Linked DNA regions of Mus musculus: region 1 is linked to region 2. Evidence: chromatin contacts called from public HiCAR-type data. All regions are on one chromosome and are shown on one strand. The core of a region is the stretch at or near the end of the contact, and the rest is flanking DNA. Distances in the headings are between cores, read along the strand shown.

The links. HiCAR-type assays count read pairs that join an accessible place to other places.
Region 1: a contact with region 2 is called in a HiCAR-type map of Th17 cells, with 4 times the contacts expected there. The contact joins two enhancer-like sites. A contact is called at or near these places in 1 of 15 datasets of contacts at CTCF or cohesin (large pre-B cells), 3 of 484 Hi-C or Micro-C datasets (Th1 cells, bone marrow-derived macrophages and nephron progenitors) and 3 of 115 datasets of contacts at active chromatin or transcription factors (CD8 T cells, the HPC-7 cell line and Th17 cells).

The regions. Positions count from the first base shown.
Region 1 is chr10:8,182,785-8,187,698 of GRCm38.p6, forward strand. The region is part of intron 1 of Gm30906 (a long non-coding RNA gene); the gene reads left to right. Among named protein-coding and RNA genes, the nearest start is that of Gm30906, 9.1 kb to the left of the region's middle. Within about 2 kb of position 2,192, at least 30 of the 459 cell types and tissues checked have an H3K27ac peak or open chromatin away from gene starts, as enhancers often do. A contact at or near this core is called in CD8 T cells and Th17 cells, where this site is marked.
Region 2 is chr10:8,006,442-8,011,653 of GRCm38.p6, forward strand. No RefSeq gene overlaps it. Among named protein-coding and RNA genes, the nearest start is that of Gm30820, 29 kb to the left of the region's middle. Within about 2 kb of position 1,325, at least 34 of the 459 cell types and tissues checked have an H3K27ac peak or open chromatin away from gene starts, as enhancers often do. A contact at or near this core is called in CD8 T cells and Th17 cells, where this site is marked.

The DNA.
Region 1 (4,914 bases), core at 942-3,441, 180 kb after region 2:
TCTTTAAAGAACGAATAAGCTGCCGAGCTTGTTGCTATTCATCTTTAACCCCAGCATTCGGGAGGCAGAAGCAGGTGGCTCTCTGTGAGTGTGATGCTAGCCTGGGCTATCTAGTGAGTTGCAGCTAGGGATACATAATGGCATGCTGTCTTTAAAAACAGAACACTGAAATTCCACTAAAAGCACCAGGATTAAACTTGTACCACATTGCACAAGAGCTGTGAACTTTTCAAATTTATAGATTTCTTTGATCTTTACCAAAGTCTTGTCAGAGAGAAAAAGAGTAGAATAAATCATAATTCCCAGTGGGAAACCAAGGAATAGATATATGAAGAGTAAAGTCACGGTTGAGGTTTGCTGACAGATAGTTCAAGTCACTTCTTAAAGGGCCCCCGGAGAAGACCCTTTGTTAGGGCTCCTCTTTTGTTTCTAGTGAGATAGAGCCAGACTTTCGGATCTAATTCTGCGTAAATGGACATTTGGAGTGGTGTTTCCAAAGGTCTCGGGGAGGGGATTAAATCACTCTGTCTCTAGCTAAGCATCAGCATCTCAGCCTCTCCTGGAAGAGCTATATATCATCCTCCTGCCCAGGAGGTGGTCAGGGGTGTGATCAGGCCTAACTCTCTCTACATTTTATAGTCGCATGTTGCACTCCGACATAAATCTTGAACTAAAAAGGTCTACAGTAAATAAGAGCTGCTTGTGGACAAATCCTCCTGTTTTTTTTTGGCAACACTTATGCCATCTGCCTGTGCGACCCACAAACAAATCAATTTCATTGTACATCAAAATGACAGGTTTCCTGGGGCTTCCAGCACTTTCCCTAGAGAACTCCAGGGTGTGCAGGACCCTGAGGACCACGTAACCTAGCTCTTCTGTCTTCTGGATAATACCAGGCTCTATGGAACTCCTTAACAAGAAGAAGACCAGATGCCACAACAGGAGACCAGGCAAAAGTGGTTTGTGATTGAAAAGAGGAGCAGCCTTCTTGCTGGGTGTAGGAACATTGAGACCAGCTTCCCTTTGTCCTCAATACCATCATCCCCACCCCCATAGACAGCCTTGGACCTGAGGGTAGAGGAGTGCACATGCTATTTCACTAAGCCCCAGGTGCCTGCATTGTTTTCTCTTCCTGGTTAGCCTTCAAGGAAACTCCACCAAAAACCCATGTCTTTGGGACTTGAAGGAACCTGTCATGGCTAACAGGAGGTGGAGCTGGTATTAAAACTTAGGTTTTCATAAAGCCCTTGTTCTTTGCTGTGCCAGGCAGGGGTTCGTTAATGCCTGTCTTGGAGAAGATAAAACAAGTGACTTTGTTCACAGATGTGAATTCATCTCATCTCCTCTTATTTGGGGGGATTATGTTTGGGTATTAAATGGCTCATTCTTTTCTCAAAATCATGATTGTAATAGCTAGTGCTTCTCTCTCATCTTCCCCCTCCCTCCTTCTCTCGCTCCTCTTTTTACTTGAATGGGGCGGAAAAAAGCAATATATATATATATATATATATATATATATATATATATATATATATACACACATATGTGTATATATACATTTTCTGTTTTCATTAAGATTTTTTAAATTAGGCTATTATAATGGGCCACATTAGGGTATGTCCATACACATATGCAATGTACTTTGAGCATATGCCCTTTCCCCTCCACTAAGCATTTTTTTCTTGGTCCACATGTCCCAGAGTCCGCAGTCCCTGCTCTGTAGACACTGTCTTATCCTAGTCCAAGGAGAACATAGCTCTGAAATCTGTGCCCTGAGTGTCATGCCAAAATTCTGACTTAGAATCTACAACTTGATACCATTCTTTCCTTTGGGTTTAAGAGGGGAATGCCACCAGGTAAGGCTATCGGAGGCTTCATAGTGAAGGCAACCCCCACCCCCACCCCCAAACTGAGCACTCTTTCTTCTCCTAGTACTCTGCTAGGATGTACCGAGCGTCCAAGATGAGTTATGGTTTCTTGAACCGAAAGAATGTGCTAATTGGTTAGTATTCCTCTGGAATCATTTTTATTTACTTTATCTGTGGTGATTTTCTTTCGGTGGTGAAGCTTTACAGAGTACGGCACACTCGGCAGGAAGTGCCTCCCCCGAGCCTCCTAAACCCCAATGAAACACGTGAGTGTCAGAGCTGCCTCCCCTTGACAATATCATTCAATTGTGCCTACCAGCCATGTGACAAGGGTACCGATGACTCTCTCATGCTTGAGAAGACTGTTTCTGGTCACCCCTGGGCCTAAGGCAGCTGTGAACCCTGCTCCCCCAGAGCTCTGTGTCCTCTGCATCATCCTACTTCTGGGTGTCCACAGTGTCTCTCACTTGCGTCTTGAATTCCCTTTATGGCCTCGGTAAATCATCCCACACACCACAGAGCAGGGGGACATCTGATTTATGAAACCTACCTGCCTGGTTCTCTCAGTGGAAGATTCCCTTCGTGCAGGCTTCTCCCTCTTCACATTTTTTTTTCTTTTTGGATTTTTAAAGTATTTAACTAAAATGTTCCTGGAGTGCTGTGGCCTGCCAGTGACGCTTTTCCAGTGATGGCCAGTTTTTATCTCGGTGTGTGTGTGTGTGTGTGTGTGTGTGTGTGTGTGTGTGTGTGTGTGTATTGTATGCCTGCACGTGGAGGCCAGAGGATAACAACAGAGTGTTGTTTCTCAAGTGCTAGCCACATTTTCAAGTTCAGATTTTACTTATTGTTATTGTGTATATCCATGTACAGAGGGGAACATCCCTGTGCCATGGTATTTGTAGGGGTCAAAGGACAACTTTTAGGATTCAGTTCTTTTCTTCCACCATGGCTTCTGGGAATCAAACTCAGGTTGGCAGGCACAGTGACAGCCATGTTTACCCTCTGTTTCATTCCTTCCTGAGGCAGGTTTCTCAAGAGAGGCCCAGTGACCAGCATTCCTGTCTCTGCTGCAACCCCAGTGGGACTACAAACATGTGCCATGGTGCCTGGTCAGGTCAGGTCAGGTCAGGTCCAAAAGGAAACTCAATTCCCCAAACTCCAAAAGTCAGTCCAAGTATTCAGACACCAGCTCAATGTGAAGTCTGGGAGGCTTTCAGGTGGTTAGATAAAAGCCAGCATCCTTGTAGAACTTGTAAAACCGGCTCACGTCTACCAAGAGGAGTCATTCCTCTTACCTCCGGCCAAAGGAATCACGGTTCTCCAGTTAACCTGTGGTGCCTGTCAGCATACTGAGGTCTGTGCTAGCCCCCAGGGTCCCTCAGTCCCTTCCCACAAACCCCTCCACCAGTCTCCCAGCCCTCCCCCTTCCCAGCTGCTCACCCTTCTTACAACTCAGCTCTTCTCTATGCTTTCTCTCTTCTCTATTCCCTACTACTGCCATGTCTATTCCTGCCATTCTCTATTCCTGTCTACTGGCCATGGTCAGTCTACTTTCTCTCTGTACTCTGTACTCTTCCAGAGCCTCTGGCTGTTCTTTATCTCATAGTTCACAATAAAAAACAAAACAAACCACCTCCCCCTTCCCCATACCATGCAGCTGTCATGTTGGCAGTTTCTTTAGTGCACCCCCCCCCACACCTGACTTTAAAAAAGATTTATTTATTTTTATTTATACATGCCCCAGTACATAATAAAGCAGTACAGGTCCCTAACAGCTGGATCATCTCTCCAACCCATTTTACAAGGTTTGAGGACTGGAGGGCACCAGCACTCGTACATGTATGTGCTTACCTGTGTAATTATGTGTGTGCATGAGTACTTGTGTGTGTGTGCACATGCATGCATGTGTACTTCTTATAGCTAACTAACCCACAACTGAACTCACCTTGGGAATTGAAAATATCATCTGTCTGGATTTTCCCTGAAAACAAAACAAAGTGGACTAAGAATTTAGGGTCCTCTGTTTTCCAAGTCAAGGCAGTCACCCTCCTGTCCTTTTTCTTTTTCTCTGAGGGGAGAGCATTACTTGGGTTTGTTTTTGCCTAGGCATGTGTTAAAGACCATCGAAAAGTTTACCTTATTGAGTTTAAGTTTCACTTCGGGCTAGCCTTGGTTGAGTTAAAGCATCACTTCGGGCTAGCCTTGGTTTTGTCTTTACTAGTTTGCCCCTTGTACTCATTTTCAGTATCTAGAAATAGATGGAATCCTGAAAGAGCTCAAAAGAGACTCGAGTGGCAGTGACCAGAACTCTGTCTGACACGAAGGGAGGCAAATGTAATAGAGACTTGTTCCTGGGGCTCTGTGTTACTGCTTGTTGACCCAGCAAAAGCCCAGTGGCTACTCTGGTTGTTACCATACATGCCACACAATTCTGTCAAGGGTATTTCGTCTTTCAATCTCAGGAGAAGATAACGGGGTAATTCTCTTTTCACCAAAAACATAAAAGTCAAGCCCTTATTGTGTTATTATATTCTTGAAGTAAAAATTCTAAAGGAGATCAGACCACCTGACATGGGGCACGAAGACCAGAGTTTAAATCTCTAACATCCTGTTATTGCTGAGTGAGCATGGAGATCTGCCTGCAATCCCAGCCCTCAGGAGATAGAGACAGGGATCCTCAGAGCACGCTGGTTAGTTAGAGTAGCCAAACTGGTGAGCTCTTGTTCAGTGTATACGGTGTAGGGTGGCCCAGAAGACACCTGACCTCAATCTCTGCTTTCCACATGTATGTGCACTCACACATGTGTGCTCAGAGGTGCTCACCCAAGCACAAAATGCTTTTATTATCTTTATTATTATGATATGTATGGCATACCAATAATCCCTCAAAATTGTTATGAAAGAGCTATTTTGTGGAATACTAATTTTATAACGAAATCCAATAGTGATGAAAACATAAAAGAGTTTATAACAATATAAGCAATTATTTTATGTAATTAAACACCTTTCAGGGTCCCCCCCCCCCCCCGTCAGCTTTTGCAACCAT
Region 2 (5,212 bases), core at 75-2,574:
AGCCCAGGGCCACTGAAAGAGGAAAGAAACTGCATAATTGTAATTGTATTATCTAGTGAATGTAGACTATAAGCCCTGCAAGGTGAATTAGGTTTAGTAAAGGCATCATCTTATGTGTCCATCTTGTCTACCCAATGATGAAGTGATGAGATGGAGACATGGGAAGAAACACTTAAGATGCAGGTTGCACACTGTCACACCCGATTCAGCCTCCACTAAAACCTTGCCTTATTTTCTTTCATCTATGAATATGCATGCACACACATTTCACAAATCTGACTCTTTTTTGCAATCACTTAAAAAAAAAAAAAAGAACACAAAACCTCATGCTTTTGGAGGATGAGAAGTCCAAGGTCAAGGTGCAGGTAGATTTGGTTTCTGCTGAGAAACGTCTCAGCTTACAGAGGCAAAGTGTTCTGGTGTCTCTTTTTCTTCTCACAAGGGCACTAATCTTACAATGGGGTCCCATCCGTAGGACCTCAGCTAACCTAGTTACCTTCCAAAGTCCCATCTCCAAATACTAACAGATTAGGATTTAGGGTTTCAATACTGGTGGAACAGTATTTACTCCATGGTATCCCGTCCCAGACTGAATAAACTTCATCTTGATCTTACATGCAAAACAGATTAATTCTATTTCAACAGACCTAAAAGTCTCTACTCATTCTAAAATCAACTTCAAAATCTAAAGTTCAAAGTTCGTCTGAGTACTGTCTCTAAACCAGACATTGTTATCAATGTTTCGTAGATTGGTTCTTGAACAGTTTATATTCAGCATCTTATTAAGTATTCTTCTACAGTACAGTACCAAGACTAAAGTAGGTGTAGACTAAATATTTGATAAATGAGTATGTTACTTTTGTTGGATATATATTGTCTTACCATATAAAAATGTAACTCATCACAATTATTCCTTCCCTTGTTCATGCTGAGATAGAAACATCATGGGGTGAGGAAAGTATGAGGTTACTCATATAAACGTGGGTACACCACAGAAAGAGGAAGCTTTAAGCACATAGGAAACCTTGTGGGACTCTCCGTAGGGGGAGGCCAGGAGAAAGCAGTGTAGAACTTTAGGTAATGACTATGGTCTACATATTACTGAGAGGCTCACCCATGGAACGTGGAAGAACATAAAGAGTCCCAATCAGAGTTTAGAAATGTTCCTACTTTCCAGGTCAGCTGCTGAGAACACTTGAACACAAACAGAAAGCAACACAACCTGGTCAAGATGTGCAGCAAACTGTGTTAGTGACAATCTAGAGGCTGTTATTCACAGATTAAAAACACTGCCTCACTTTCTCATAGCGGCACAGATTTGAATGTGTCTGTGGACTGCCTTTTGTTCTCAGGCTAGCTACTCTGGAGACCTTTGGGCAGCCTCTATTGATCATCAGAGCTTAGCGCTTTCTTAGTCACAAAGAAGCACAATGAGAGAGGATTTGGCAGAGTTTTGAAGAGAAAGTCTCTGTCTCTCTCTCTCCCTCCCTCTGTGTGTGTGCATCTCTCTCTCTCTCTCTCTCTCTCTCTCTCTCTCTCTCTCTCTCTCTGTGTGTGTGTGTGTGTGTGTGTGTGTAGAAGTCTCCAATGGGACTAGACACTCCTATTCTCCAGTCAGTTACTGACAGAGTGAATGGTTGTGGGATTATCATGATTAACTCACACCAGCTTAGCCAAAGGGAAACAGTTGGTGATATGTGTACTACATTTTCAAGTACCAAGAAACCACAAAACCCCAATTGTAGCGTGGACTAAGCTCACAGTTCGTGCTTTGGCTTGATAAGGCTTGATTGGGGTGGCTCTGTTCCATATTTTTATCCTCTGTTCCATGTAGCTTCTCCTAAGATCAAAGGATATTTCTTGTGGTCACGGTGACAAAAGTCTTGGAGAAAGTGACTTCATGGCAGCCCAATCAAATCCTAATCTTGGGAGTGAAACACCATTATTTCTTCTGTCTCATCCTATTGGCCCAAGAAAATTACATGGCAAACTTTACAGTAAAGTTTGAGGAAGAACAGATTCTGTCTGTGTAGTTGGGAGACGTTGGAAATGCTATGACAAAGATGCAGTGGAGCTGAGATGAGAGAAAACGGCTTAAAAGTTCAAGAATGTCCAGATATTTAATGAAGATAAATACTAATGAAATATTTGAAAACTTAATTTGTTGTGTGTATGATGTATGTATGTATGTGTGTATGATGTATGTATGTATGTGTATATGTATGCATATTGTATGTATAATGTATGTATGTGTGTGTGTGTGTAAGTGTGGATGTGCATGTATTGAAGGTGAGGACGGAAACTAAAGGTTGCCCTGTAAAAGAGATAGGGTTTCCCTTTCTTTGTGTGTTGCCACATAAGCTAAGCTGGCCCCTCCAGGGACTCTCCTGTCTCCACCTCCATCTCACAACAGGAGAACTGGTATTACAGATGTGCACAGCTGCATTCACTGAGCCATCTCTGAATCCCATTATGGAATATTTTTAAAGATCAAAAGTAGTGTGGGAATTTTCACGATGAGCAAAGCACAAACACTTGAACATTAAACTTATTTTGAAAGACAAAAACTTTTGCCATGGTTGCCTGACTCTGTCAACTTCCTAGGACTGCCACATTCAGGTTTAGGAGAAGCATAGAGAATACTTGTCCCGAGTTTGCTGTTTGTGCTCTCTTACATTTATAGCTCAAGTATCTGACAGTCCTGGAAGTCTCTGTGATATTTAATAGGAACAATCTCAAGCAAATCCTGTCATGAATTAAGCTTCCTTGAGATGTTTTCAGAAAAAAAAAAAGAAACAAGAAAAATAAAACAAGAAAAGAAAATTGAGTTTCATTCAATGGTTAGCTTAAGAGCGCCTACAAGTTCCAGGAAAATTAGAGTTTGTAAGGTAGTACAAGTGTTTTTATAGTAGCGAGGCCGAATTTCATAATGCTTTTAGATTTTTTAAATCCAGTACTTGTTTTGACAAAGTCCAGTGAAAGTCTTTTTGGAGCGGCCACAAATCATGCCATGGGTGCTTAACTTTTTATAACTGAGATCGGTGTAGGAATTCGAGAGCATCCGTTTGTGTTGGGAGACTGTCCTCCTGTCTCATTTGGTGAGTGATCTGGTAATCCTGCGGCTGAGGAGTTTGGCAACAAGAAAGTCTTCAAAGTGCCTAGGACTCCTGTGTGGGGCTGCTCTATGTCCGTGACTGTTGCAGGATTAGACCCAGGATGATTTTCAAGCAAACCGAGAGGAAAACATGACTGGATCCCAAATCCTGTCATTTAAAGTGAGAATTCTTCCTTTAGTGTGAAATGCTAGGGCCACGAGTTATTTTTCCAACTGGGACTCACTCTGAGTCATGAGGGGCAAAACTACCGTCTACTTCATTTGACACCTTTCCCTCAGCCCATGCACCTAGAAACTTACAGGATGAGGGGCTAGAGAAGTGACCAGCAACAAACCGAGCAGACACCTGTGTTCTGTAGTGCAGAATGAGAAGTGACCAACACTCATCTGTTAGTTTTACAGTGGCCCCTATGATGACCTGCTGTGGAGCCTGTCCCCACTTACAGTCACTCAGAGTTGAGTAAGGGACAGAAAGACTGTCAACAGGAAGAGGGAGGGGATCAACTCACAGTGATCTGCACATCCAGGGGGTTTGCAGGGAAACAGGAACAGAAACCAAAATGTCAGAAAAACTGAGAACAGGAGACCTCATGAGAACAGGAGACCTCATGCCATTTGAATATTAGTGTGAGCAAATGAGGTTTCTCAGGAGAGTCAACAACAACAACAAAAGCATCAGCTTCAGGAACCTCTGTGGCAATGTGGCAATGTGGCAATGTGGCAAACTCTTACTATTGCTGCTAAGTGGGCTGGTTTTGTTTTTTGTTTTTGTTTGGTGGAACATTGGCTACTTGTCCTATTGCTGAGACCAAAAGCTTGACAAGAAGGTCTAAGGGAGGATTTGCTTCAGCTCACAGTTTGAAGGTCCAACCCATTATAGTGAGGATGGCTTAGGTAAGAAGGGGTCCTGGCTGTGGCAGTGGATTCGTGAGTCCGCCTTTGCACATTTCAATGGGCCAGGAGGCAGAATATAAGGTATGATGGCATCCATGGGCTTTCTCCTTTCCCCTTATATCCCATCCATGCTCCAGCCCACTGGAAGATGCCACCCAGAAGCATGGTGGACCTTTCTTTTTTCAGTGGCTTCTCTCTAGAAAGACCTACACAGACACATCCAGAGATGTGACTCCATCGTACTTCCAAGTAGCCACTGAAGGTCAACTATCACTGTTGGGGAATGTAATTTCCTGAGAATAATCACGACTGGGGCAAATCTACAGCAAAAGAAGGAAAAAGCTGAAGCAAAGTCCATCATGCTGTTTAGAAAAGTTTAGAAGCTCTACTTCTTCAAAAATGCCTCCCTCAAAACCTATGTTATATCGTCTTAAGAGATGTAATTATGACACTTCCTTGATTTAAGAAAGTTTGGTGCATTTTCATTGCTACAAACCCAAGCTTAGACTTCCCAGTATGCCATAAAATGCCCCTTAAAATCTGGCTCCACCTACTCCCACTCAACATCCATGAATAATAAATGTTTCCTGAGCTCCTAGTCTTTTCCCTTATGGATCTGAAGGGTGCACGAAAGCCCCACCCTGCCCTGTCTCCATACTGTGCCATCTCAGGTCCTTTGTCATTTCCACTTCATCTCTTTCTCTTGCTCATTGATTATGTTGCCTCTGTCTATAGTGTACTTCCTGCTCTTTGAGAGAGAACACATCCTTAAGGACCCCGTTCATGTTAGCTCAGCACCAACGTCTTCCCTCAGCGTCCAAGTAGAAACAGTTGATTCTTTTCTCTGTACGAACAGCTCAGAGTGGGTAGTTCAGAGAGATGTACTCCCGTTCTTCAGCAAAAATTTAACGTTACTTCCCCTCTTTGTGTGCTTGTATGGGTGGGCGAGGGGAAGTGCGGAGAGGGTTATCAGATACCTGAAGGTGCGTAGAAAGACAGAGGCTGAGAAGAGGGGGATACTAGTGCTCCTTTGGCAAGGGGGAGAGGATGCTGGAGACCCCAGACACAGACACATGGCTGAAGTACAGTTGTGTGTGTTGGGGGTGGGGAGTAGTCCAGCAGTCTCATCAGGATGTCTCATATCTTTTACAGCAGGTCTTGAGAAAATTCCTGACTTAGCTCACTGACAGCTTTCATTTCCCC